Regions from separate parts of the Mus musculus genome. Here region 1 is linked to region 2. The links are chromatin contacts, called in public promoter capture Hi-C maps. All regions are on one chromosome and are shown on one strand. Each heading gives the region's core, a stretch centred on a gene start, on an enhancer-like site or on the middle of the called end of the contact. The rest is flanking DNA. Distances are from core to core; before and after follow the strand shown. Region 1 overlaps Klf12 (Kruppel-like factor 12). Region 2 holds the start of Dis3 (DIS3 homolog, exosome endoribonuclease and 3'-5' exoribonuclease).

Region 1 (6,114 bases), core at 3,445-5,944, 790 kb before region 2:
ATCTTACTGAACTGCTGTTTTAAAAGTTGATCTTTTGCATACACTTAAAAAAAAAAAAGCTTGTAAAACCACCTGCCAATGAATGCCTCTGATCAATAATATATTACAAAGTGAATTTTGCTTTCTGAACTTTATTTATGTGAGCACATATATCACCAAGTTAGAATTGCCATGAGATATTTATGGACACCCTTTCCTTTTGAGCTCCGTGTTATCTTTACATTTATCAGAGTGCTGTGAAGAGAAGAATGTGGGGAAATGTTATTCTCAGTCTCTGTGCTCTCTCACTTGCTACCTGAGAAGCGAGCATCTCCTAATTCTGAATGGTAGGGGTACTTGTTACTAAAACAGATTGTGTGGGGTTTAGTAGAATTATTAAACACGGTACTTATTACAAAGGTGATATAGAACTGTACTTTGGTAGAATACATGTTTTTATCATGAACAAATTTCGAAAGGGTTTATTTGTGATCCTCATTTTAATTAATTCCTTATAACTAAGAATAAGCTTATTACCATAAAGATTAAAATAATGTTCATCTGCGTAAGAACACACAAGGCTAAGTAACTAGGGACTTTAGCTGGGGAAGGAAGTGTTCATTGTGCAAGCATGAAGTTCCCAGTTCTATCCCCAGAACCCAGGTAAAAGCCAAGTGTAGCAGCAGACCTGTTATCCAGAACTGGACAGGCAGACACTGGAGGCTTTATGTGGCTTCCTGGTCAGCTGCTCTCATTGAATCTGTGAGCTCCAAGTTCAATGAAAGACTCTGTCTCAGAAAAGATGAAATGAAGTGGCCTGATAGTTAAGAGCACTTACTGCTCTTGCAGAGAATCTGAGTTCAATTTTCAGCACCCACAAAGCAGCTCACAACTGCCTCTGATTCCAGTTTCAGGGTGTCTGATACTCTGCTCTGGCATCTGTACAGTCCTGTGTTCGTGTGGCACATGGGCACACACAGATACATTTGAATATAACGAATAAATATATTCTTAAAAGTAAGGTAGAGAGCAAATGAAGAAAACCCTTCAAGCAATATATTCACACACCAAAACAAGCTACTCTGTATTAAGCCCAGGGGATGACAGCAAAACCATGTTCAGTATCACAGTGTTCCATTCAATGGACAGATGGGACAACCTTCCATCACAACATAGAGTAAGGGGAGGTCTTAATGTAGGCATGCACATAGTGTGGGCTGGGAAGAACTGTGGAGATGAGAAAGTGAAAACATCAAAATCTTGGAAAATATTTATGGGTCAGGTAAATAAATAGACTTCTGCAAAAGAAATTGCAGGAAATGTAGTCAAGGTATTTAGAGATATGATGATCTTTCAGAAAGAATTCATTCACAGAATCTAGCAGTCACAGAAAATAGCATTGTGGTGCATGCTTATAATGGGAGCAGAATGCAAGATCATAGTCAGCCTGGTAAGACCCTATCTCTAAAGGAAAATGAAAGGAAAAGAAGAGATAGAAAAAGAAAAAATAATCGCCAAATGCATGCGGAAATACAAGACACCCAGGAGAACCAAAACATTTCTGAATAAAAAAAAATTCTAGAGCTATCAGCATCCTGATTTCAAATTATACTGCAAAGATTGTAATAAAGCAGTATGATATTGGCATATAAACAGACACATTAATCAAGAAAATAAAGCTCAAGAAGAATTGTGGATACTTCGGTCCTTCTTAGAAGGGGGAACAAAATACCCATGGGAGGAGATACAGAGACAAAGTGTGGAGCAGAGACTGAAGGAAAGGCTATCCAGAGACTGTCCCACCTGGGGATCCATCCCATATACCGAAACCAAACACAGACACTATTGTAGATGCTAACAAGTGCTTGCTGACAGAAGTCTGATATAGCTGTCTCCTGAGAGGCTCTGCCAGTGCCTGACAAATACAGAGGTGGATGTTCTCAGCCAACCATAGGACTGAACACATAGTCCCCAATGGAGGAGCTAGCGAAAGGACCCAAAGAGCTGAAGGGGTTTGCAGCCCCATAGGAGGAGGAACAATATGAACCAACCAGTACCCCCAGAGCTCACAGGACTAAACTACCAACTAAAGGGTACACATGGGAGGGACCCATGGCTCCAGCCACATATGTAGTAGATGATGGCCTTGTTGGTCATCAATGAGAGGAGAAGCCCTTGTTCCTGTGAAGGCTCAATGGCCCAGTGTAGGGGAATGCCAGGGCCAGGGAGCAGGAATGTGTGGGTTGGTGAGCAGGGGGAGGGAGATGGGATAGGGAGTTTTTGGAGGGGAAACCAGGAAAGGGGATAACATTTGAAATGTAAATAGAGTGGAGAAAAGACAGCATTTTCAACAAATGGTGCTGGCCAAACTGGATAGGCACATGTAGAAGAATAATTCTTATCCTTATCTCTCACCCCGCACAAAAATTGACATCAGTGGATAAAGGACCTCAACATAAAATCAGGTACCCTTTACTATTCAGAACTCAGTCAAGTAGTGACCTCAGTTACAGCTGCTGTACCAGATATGCGACCCTTACTTAAGCAGATTAACACATCTCTTCCTTAGTCAACCGATCATAGGGCACTGTCTATGTGGCTATAAGTGCATGTGTAGCTGCAGATGGCATTTCACTTGGGAAGGCCAGCTGTATGCCTTTACAATTTTGCCTTAAGAGTATATTAACCTTCCAGCCCTGTATCATAACTTAGTTCATAACTTAGTTGATTATCTGTCTCTTCTACAAAATATCACATTGGTCCACTATGCTGATGACATTATGCTAATTGGAGCAAGTGAGCAGAAGGTGTGTACCACTTTGGATTTGTTGGCACACATGCACATGAGGATAGGAAATAAATACAACCAAAATTCAAGCGCCTTCTTACTCCAAGAAATTCTTAGGAGTCCAGTGGTATGGGGCATACACCTTCTAAGACAAAGGATGAATTGTTGCACCTGGTCTCTCTCACCACTAAGGAAAAAGCACAATGTTTAAGGGGTCTATTTGAATTCCGGAGACAGCACTTTCTCACGTGAGTGTGTTACTATGGCCCATATAACAAATGACTCAGATATGTAAGCTGTGAGTGCTCATCAACCAGTCCTGGCTGATGTGCAGGCTACTCTACCACTTGGACCATGTGATCCCACAGACCCAATGGTACTTGAGGTGTCAATGGCAGATAGGGATGCTGTTTGGAGCCTTTGTCAGGCCCCTACAGGTGAATCGCAGAAGAGATCTTGAGATTTTGGAGCAAGAAATCATCATCTACAAACAACTCTTCTCCCTTTGAGAGACAGCTGTTGGCCTGCTTTTGGACCTTAGCAGAAACTGAATGTTCGACAATGGGCCAACCTAAGCTACCCAACACAAACTAAGTATTATTTGACCCACCAAGCCATAGAGTGAGATGTGTACAACAGCAACTCATTAGCAAGTAAAAGCAGTATATACATGATCAGGCCAATCAGGTCCTGAAAGCACAAGCAAGTTACATAAAGACATTGCCCAAATGCATTTTACTCCTACTACAATGCCATCCGCAGCTCCACAGGCACCGATATCTTCATGGGGTGTGCTGTATGATCATTTGACTAAGGAAGAGAAGGCAAGGGCACAGCTTACTCATCATCAAGATGAGAGCTAGTTAGATGGCAGCAGCCTAGAGGACTGGGACAGGGTTCCCCTGAAGGAAGTATATACTTGGAATCCATGTTATGCAGGTACCAACCAGACATTGACAGACACAGTATTTACAACTGCTTTCTGGAATTCCCTGAATTCCAAAATGAGGGGAAATCTTCACAGTGGGCAGAACTTCGGTTAACTACTAGAGTAGATACTTATTTTGCTTATGGATTTGCCTTTTCTTCACATAATGGTTCTGCCAAAACTACCAAAGGTATATTCATAGAACACCTTATTCACCGTTGTGCTAGTCTATATGGTATTGCTTTTAACAAGGAAACTCACTTCACATCCAGAAGAATGTTGTTGAGGTGGTAGGTGCTGAATAAAGTTTTGGTCACCTGAGATGACTTTCAGGGCCTCAGTTCATTATCTTATAATGTCTCCAGCACTTGAAAGTGAGACTGGGAACTAGATACTTGGGATTTCCCTGGTAGGTTGCAGCAGGAACTGTGGTAACAAGGGGAGCTATTTAAGTGAGAAGAAAAGCTTAAAGTCTTGGCATACATCTGTGTTGCAGGTTAAAGAAGAGCCTGCAAAAGAAACGTACAGTAACCAGACACGTAGGCAAATACGTGTTGACACCTCATGGAAACATAAACTCAGAACAGCCAAAGAAAACAATGTCCTTTGACCTTGAACTTTTTACTTTCTATAAAGTAGATTTAATTGTAGAATATTTTCATTCATTAGTGTTTGCTTTCTGGGTGAGAAAGCTAGACTTTGTATTAACAATACTGTCTACCCAGTAAGTCGTAACTTGGGCCTTGTCTCCCAGTTCAGTTCTGACTAGATATCCTCGCCTATTAAAGCAGTAAGGAGAAGTATGGAGAAGCAGTATAAAAAGTGATTAAGACTCATACAGACTGGATGCCTGGTTGAAGTGGGGTTAGCTACTTCAACTGCTAGATAAGCAAGCTCTCAAGATCAAATATATTAAAAATCACTTAGAGAAAGGCATGGTGTGTGGAAAGCAGAAAATACTATTGTTATCAAGGTGTGTCTCTATAAAACGACACAGGGGCTCACCTAGTGTTAGTCATACACAAAGTTAGTCCACACAGTTCAGGGGAATGAAGAGTAACACATTGACTGTTTGATTACATTTCCAAGACCAAATAAATTGATATCACATACAATAGATTGGTCTCGTTGGCCCAGGCAGTTCTGTACTTAAAATGTTTTCAAAAGCAAAGATTGGAATGGACATCCAGTTACCCGAACAATGTAACTTGTTCCTTAAAAAAACAGCAAACAGGGGCTTGGAGAGGTGGCTCAGAGGCACTGGATGCCGATTCCCTAGGACCTAGGTTTAAAAAAAAAAGGGAAAATTAAAAAGAGAAAGAGCTATGCTTAAAGGCATATGATCCCAGCATGGAACAGAGCAGAGGACAGGAGGATCCTTGGAATTCCGTGGACAGCCAGTCCATCCCAGTCAGCAAGATGAGGGTTAAGGGAAAAAATACGCCTCCAAAATCAAAGTGGAGAAGCAATTAGTGGAGACATTCTGTGTCAGCCTCTGGGGTCTACATAGGCTTGTGTGGGTGAACACATCTAAATACATTTAAAAAAAAACATAACGCTCGCTCACTCTCTCTCGCTCTCTCTCGCTCTCTCTCTCTCTCTCTCTCTCTCTCTCTCTCACACACACACACACACACACACACACACAACTTCACATCGCACACAACAGCAGAGATGTATTTTATTTACATTTCCTTACAGTAAACAGGATTACCTTGAGTCTCATAACCATAAAATCAAATATTCTGTAATGTGCAGTTTGGAGTCTCACAGACTGTGGGAATAAATGACCAGCCAAAGACGTTGAATTCTACAGCCTAGAACTCAGATGCAGGTTGGTAACTGACCCCGTGTTTGGCCATTTGGCCTGATTGTAAAACCCCAGGTAGCATGGGCTGTATTAACCCCAAGAGGGAGTATGAGCTAGCCCAGCCTTGGGCAATGCAGTGGCTTGTAATACCAACTCTGTCCTGATCTCCAGGTTTCTAGTTCCTTGTCTTGAAAGCACCTAGTTTCCTTCCAGGTCTAGATATCTGTGAACCTTCATGAACTGATGTAACAGAAACCAGAAGACAAGATAGGAATCTTGACTCCCCCTCTCCTTCTCTTTCCTCATATGCAAATACCATTCCTCCGGTGAAACAGGTTGTCACAGCAAATATGTTGAGCCCTGAATGAAATGAAGCTCATTTGTCAGTGTCTGGGCCCTGTAACTTTGTAAAAGTTAAACATATTTCAGAAATGCACTTCTGAACCTAGAAAATGCCTGTACTTCCTGTTGCTAAAGGGTTCCTTTTCAGTTGCTTGAGAAAATAACAGAGGAGCCACGGAGAGCACGGGGTTTTGTTTAACATGGGCCTTTTGAAATTGCACATTCCTCTCTCTATGTGTATAGCTCACACGTCATCTCCGTATGAAA
Region 2 (6,125 bases), core at 2,989-5,488:
GATGACCTGAGTTAGATCCCTGAAGGCCACACAGTGAAAGGAAAGAACCAGCAGATCTGGGCTTAAAATATTTCCACCCTCCTCTTCCAAGATGTTCCCTAGGCCTTAGGTATACAGGGGTTTCATCACAGATGTATCAGTTGAGCCGGACTCCCCATGGTCAGTTGTTTTCTCCATTGTGATCTGCTGCAAAACAAAGCCTGTTTGACAAGGGGTGAAAGCTACATTTATTCATCTGTGGGTACAAGGATAAGTTGTAATGCAGCTAGGAATTGTAGTGGTTAGGGACATGGTGGCAATAGGTCCTCCTCTAGGTCCATGGCCTCGCCAGCCAAGGGTTAGGTGGCTATGCTTATAGTACCAGGTGTGAAAGTCCTTCTACTAAGTGGGCTGGAATCCAGTTGGTTGGCTGTTGGTTACCTCCTGATCAAGTATTACTATTACATTTTAGAACTTCTTGCCAAGTAAGAAGCCTTGAATTTGGGGGTGTGGGTGCAGGTGCAGGGGGCCAGGGAATACACCGAAGCTGGACAGAGGGCAGAGGAGGGGGAAGGATGCACGTACTGAAGTCAGATTTGAAATTTTCAAAAACTAAATTGAAAAATAAGGGGAGAGCAAGTCCTACAAGAGTCCTCTACATGTGCTCTACAGCATGTGTGCTCTCAGAACACAAAATAAATGTAGAGCGAGAGAGATAAAATGAACAAAACCAGTAAGTAAGTCTGCATGTGTTTGTGGGTGTGTGTACATGTATAATTTGGTCCATATCTACTTCCCTATATGGTAACCAGTCACCAATGTGATAGGAGTTGAGGGGAGGCCGTCTGGGGAATGCTTAGGTTGCACAGGCAGTGTGCCTAGGACAGGAGTGACTGCCCTAATGAAACAGACTGATGGAGAAAAATAGCCGCCCTTCTGCCAGGTGAGGACTCAGCAAGAGGCAGAAGACCCTGAATGGACAGAACTCATGACCAGCGCCCACTCCTGGATATATTGGCTGCCACACAGTGAAAACAAATTCCCATTCCTAAGGTTTTTGTTTCAGCATCTCAGAGAGAGCAAGGCAAGAATAACAGCTATAGCCTAATGTGTACTACTGGCTCAGTCATTAATGTGAAGTGCTATTTCTTTACTGCATTAAAACCTTGAGGTCTTGAAGGGGCCCCATTAAGAAATTGTTCCTTCTTTCTCATGTATTTTCCTCATGGGCAGAGCATGTATCTAGCAGGCTGAAAGCCCTGGGTTTGATCCCAAGCGGCTCACAAATAAGTAAATAATCAAATTTTAAACCAATACTTTATGATTTATTTAACTTTTATGAGTCTGAATGTTTTGCTTGCACATATGTATGTTTCAGTCTGGTGCCCTCGGTGGCCAGAAAACAGTACTGAATCCTCTGAAATTGCGGGTTCTGAAATCTGAGCCAGTGTTGTAATGGGAAGAGCAGCAAGCTCTGTGAACTGCCTAGCTATCTCTCTCGCCCTCTCCTTCTTCCTACTAAGTCGTGGAGTGTGCGTGCGTGCGTGTGTGTGTGTGTGTGTGTGTGTGTGTGTGCGTGCGTGCGTGTGTGTGTGTACGTGTGTGTATGTGAGTGTGAGTGTGTGTGCGTGTGTGTGTGTGTGTGCGCGTGTCTGTGCGTGTGTGTGCGTGCCATGAGTCAGCTCTCTTTCACTCTACATCCCAGGGATGGAGCTCAGGTCCCCAGGCTTGGACGGTTAAGCATTTTTACCCATGAAGTTATCTCATTGGCCCCAAAGAAATACATTATCTTCTAGTAGAGAAACGCTGAGTATCTTAATATGCATATCATATTAAGTAGCATAGAGCTAAAATAAAAGACCAAGTTAACAAGAAGAAGTATAACAACGTAAACAAACTGCTGGACACGGGCTTTTGCCGGAAGAGCTGAGATGGAGAGTGAAGAGGGAAAGTTCACTGTCAGAAACAAGTAACTGTCTTAGGAACAGAAGAAGTAACACTGCAGAGATGTGTCTGGAGGCCAGTCACTATTTCTTAGGGCTCGTTTCACCTCTACCAGGCATTCCATGAACTACCCTGGGACTAAGTACCACACAAGGCAAAAAGACAACTAGTTCACCGCCACTAAAGGATAACGCACTTGCTAAAGACAATGGTCACCTAAAATTGACTTCTATGACACAGTACCTCTCAGACAGAGTAACTGTGTAGGAAGGTTAACAAGGAAATCCGACTTCTAAAGAAAGGACAATTGAGATTCAGCAATACAGTTATGATCTTCACTCTTCCTATCAGACCAGTCAGTCCCAGAAAACTTGGCTACATTTTCATTCTTAAGAAAATACATATTCCACTAATGTCACACTCTAAAACTTGAGCCTTCAAAGGTAACTCACTCATACACTTAAAACACCCCATTTCAATACGCAAACTGCAGAAAGGCAACATTGGACAAGGAGTATGAAGTGTGGCATTTAAATTCCAAATATATATATATTTTTGTTTGTTTGTTTGTTTTGTTTTTTCGTTTTTGAGACAGAAAAATCACATAGTCTGGCTATCCTAGACCTCCCCATGTAAATCAGGATGGCCTAGAATTCAGAGCAATGGGCCTGCCTCTGCTTCCAAGGGCTGGGATTAAAGGCATGTGCAGCCGCACCCGGCCTATACACCAACTTATCTTTCCTTTTCAGTTTCAAGAGAATAACAGTTTGCATCTGACCTTACCTTTGTAAGATAATCCATTTTCAAGTTGTCGATCATCATGTTTTTCTGGGATAGCTCGATTTTCAGTAACTGAATATTATGAAGTATCTCTTTTCTTTCGATTAACTGCCTGGTGATTTTGACTTTACCTTCTCGCTCCTCTGATGATGAGACATCATCTGTATGAATGGTTGTTTCCAAACTAATATCTTCAGACTCCAGAGAACTAGAGATATTTACTTTTTTTGGTTCCTTGGCAATTTTGCGAGACATTTTATTATTTGAATCAATCTTCTGTAGAATAAAAAGAAATAAAGTTAAATATACAAAAAAAAAAAAACCTACTACAGGGCATACAGAGCATTAAAGAGACACCAAGGATCGCCTAGATCATTAGGTATTGGAAGGTCCCAAATGTAAGCCAGATTAGTGTTCAAATCAAACAGACTCACTAAATCCTATCATGAACTCACCCATTGTCCTGTGTGTGTGTGTGTGTCTCGGGGCAAGAATCTTACTTGAAGGTAACAGATAAATAAAGTCATGTAAAATAGAAAGGATAGCCCTATAATACTAAGTTTCAAACTCAAGGAGAGGTTGATTTTTGTCACTGAAGGTCCTCACAGAAGTAGTATTGAAATCTGGACACAGAGAGAAAAATGTTGGTATGTCGGTGGAGGGTTTATAAAGCAAGACTTACATGCCAGGTTTAGTTTTACAGTTAAGGCATCACCGAAAAATTTGAAAACAGGCTCAGAGTGCGACAAAAGCATTTTTAAATAACTTGAAAAACCTAAAGAGGTTAGAAGGGTACAAACTCGAATATTCTGAATAGCACATTTTAGCCTTCACAAGGCTTTTTGTAACTCCCTTGTTTAAATACGACACGATTTAGTAAAATAGTTATAGAACTAGCTATTTCAGTTTCTCTAAGAGGAACGCTAAAGAAGGAGGTCTGTGTGGTGGGGGGGAACAGGAAGAGCTTCAGTACAATCCGCCTCTTTCCTTTTTAAAGGGAAAGGATTGGGGGGGAAAAAAAGTAAAATAAGAAAACAAATCCTTGCGTGAGTTACCAAGGACCAGGGACCGGCTTCTCCCTCTTTGATTAAGAAATCCGTACATTCTAAACTTCCTACATTTTAGCATCTCTGCGCCGCGTGAGAAAGAAAGGGAAAAGGATTCCTGGAAGCTACCTCTCAATGGTCAGTAACTCCGCATATAAGGATAACACCAGCTTCACCCGGACTCTTGGAAGAACCAATGGCGTCTTCAGTCAGCAGCTCAGGCTGCCACCCCTCAACAGGTATCTCGGGGCTACCGGACCGTTAGGATCGGTCACCAAGACAACCACACGCCGTGCCCCAGAAGAAGTCGGAAGAACCTGGGGTGCGCAGGTACCCAAGCTCACTCCTTCCCGGAAGCCAGTCGGAAGCGGTGCAGGCTGGGAGCTGTAGTCCAGAGGAAAGCCCCGCCCACCGGCGGGAGGAAACAACCAACACTCGCCCAATCACCGCGACCGTCGGGGAACGAACGCGCCTTCGTGTTTTCTCGCGAGAGTGACCTCACCAGCCAGCGGGCAAAAGCGGGAATGCGCGTGGCCGCGCCTCGGTTTCTTAGCTGACGGCCGGGATCCCACGCCGCGAGGCGAGATGCTCAGGTCCAAGACGTTCTTGAAGAAGACCCGCGCGGGCGGCGTGGTGAAGATCGTGCGCGAGCACTACCTGCGGGATGACATCGGCTGCGGCGCGCCGGCTTGCTCGGCCTGCGGCGGGGCGCACGCGGGCCCGGCCCTGGAGCTGCAGCCCCGGGACCAGGCGAGCAGCCTCTGCCCGTGGCCGCACTACCTTCTGCCGGACACCAATGTGCTGCTGCACCAGGTGCGTGGACGCGGGGCCGCGTGGTGACGAGGGGGCGTGGCAGACAGGGACGCTGGGGACCGGGGAGGCGGGTCTTGGGATGTTGGATGGAGAGAGGCAAGTACCGTGGCTACCCTCGCTCGCATCCTGCCATCCAGGCTGAGGTACCGTTCCCTGATGTCACTTTATTTATTTATATATATATATTTTTTTTCGGTTCTTGGAGTCTTATTTTTAGACACGTTACATTTTCTAACCCCTGGTGTCTCTTCTACTTTAGATTATAAGTGCCTGGAAGCCGGGGACCTGGGCTTCTGTGGCCTCCAGATTGCGACCCCCAGGCAGCTTGTAAGTGCCTACGAACAAAAAATTGTGTGGGCCAGCATAATTTACTTATTAATAGCTCTGGTATTGCAAACTCTGTGGTCCGATTATGGGTGCTTGTCATCGTCTCAGGCCTACAGGGTCCCCCCTTAGTGACTTTGTCAAGTTTTTTCTGCAGCCAAGTACCACTTTGGCCTAACGGAGAGTCAGTGTTTTAAACTGTCACAAGAATTCAGGCTGGGCAGAGAGTTCAAGGTAGAACTGAAAACGGGGGAGTTAACATTTGGCTTTGGTTTTTTAAGATTGATGTCCTCGAACACCCGGCCATCAGAAATGTCATTGTGCTACAAACAGTGATGCAAGAAGTGAGAAACCGGAGCGCCCCCATCTACAAGCGAATCAGGGATGTGACCAATAACCAGGAAAAGCATTTCTATACCTTCACTAATGAGCACCATAAGTAAGTATCACAAAACCACAGGGCTACCTAAATTTAACAGACTTCTTGGAAAGGAATTTATCAAACACAGGCTGTAGCTTCCTGTGCTGCTTGGTGGTTACCTGGTTGTGTGGAAGACAGTGCTACCTACATAGGCTCATCTAAGGTCGCAGTGTTAGTGAGGTCACACCCTAAACCAGGATCTAGCCGCTAAAGTCGTCCTTTTACTTCTGAAATGCTCCCTTTAAGTTGTCTATTGAGTTGAATGGTTGATTCTTTGGCGATAAGAACCATCTACACTCCTGTAATCCCATATTATGTGAGTGACAAATATATAGGAGAAAAATGTGGGAGTTTGTGATTAATAAGCTTTATCTTACATCTGATTTATTGAAATTAAATTTCTAAACATAATGAGCTGCCTGTTATATTAAACAGTAGATAATATGTATCTATGATGCTTAAAGTCACTTTCTCAGCTTTGACATTATTAACATTTTGAACTGAGTATTTTGTTGTATGAAATTTTCTTATGCATCGTAGGTGCTTTGCAACCTGCTTATGCCAAGTATGTGCAAATAGCACTCTCCTGTCAGTTCCAAGTTTCCTGAACCGGAATGTTCAGGAACATGGAACTTGGAACTAAGTTCCGCAGGAACTAAATGCACACACACACACACATACACACACACACACACACACACACAGACACACAAACATACACACTCCTAGAGAGGAGGAGGAGGGGGTGGGGGAGAGAGACAGACAAGACAGACAGATAGATAGATAGTCAGTGTGTCCACCTGTGGGCTGCTCATTCA

Evidence for each region. Promoter capture Hi-C pulls out the DNA fragments that hold promoters and counts their contacts.
Region 1: a promoter capture Hi-C map of maxillary cranial neural crest shows a contact between it and region 2. The contact joins the enhancer-like site here to the promoter of Dis3 in region 2. A contact is called at or near these places in 21 of 39 promoter capture datasets (the 3T3-L1 cell line, 3T3-L1-derived adipocytes, the C10 cell line and 15 more), 1 of 15 datasets of contacts at CTCF or cohesin (large pre-B cells), 2 of 484 Hi-C or Micro-C datasets (cerebral cortex and cortical neurons), 12 of 115 datasets of contacts at active chromatin or transcription factors (the 230-238 cell line, acute myeloid leukemia, embryonic basal ganglia and 8 more) and 3 of 9 other capture datasets (adipose tissue, embryonic stem cells and liver).

The regions. Positions count from the first base shown.
Region 1 is chr14:99,885,276-99,891,389 of GRCm38.p6, reverse strand. All of the region lies in intron 6 of Klf12 (Kruppel-like factor 12), which reads left to right. Among named protein-coding and RNA genes, the nearest start is that of Gm22970, 110 kb to the right of the region's middle. Within about 2 kb of position 4,694, at least 13 of the 459 cell types and tissues checked have an H3K27ac peak or open chromatin away from gene starts, as enhancers often do. A contact at or near this core is called in stem cell-derived epiblast-like cells, where this site is marked.
Region 2 is chr14:99,097,883-99,104,007 of GRCm38.p6, reverse strand. Dis3 (DIS3 homolog, exosome endoribonuclease and 3'-5' exoribonuclease) reads left to right here and starts at 4,238. Exons shown (of 21, transcript NM_028315.2): 1 at 4,238-4,562; 2 at 5,168-5,325. The coding sequence starts at 4,335. It overlaps Pibf1 (progesterone immunomodulatory binding factor 1), which reads right to left and starts at 4,584. Exons shown (of 18, transcript NM_029320.3): 1 at 3,879-4,584; 2 at 2,707-2,979. The coding sequence starts at 2,958.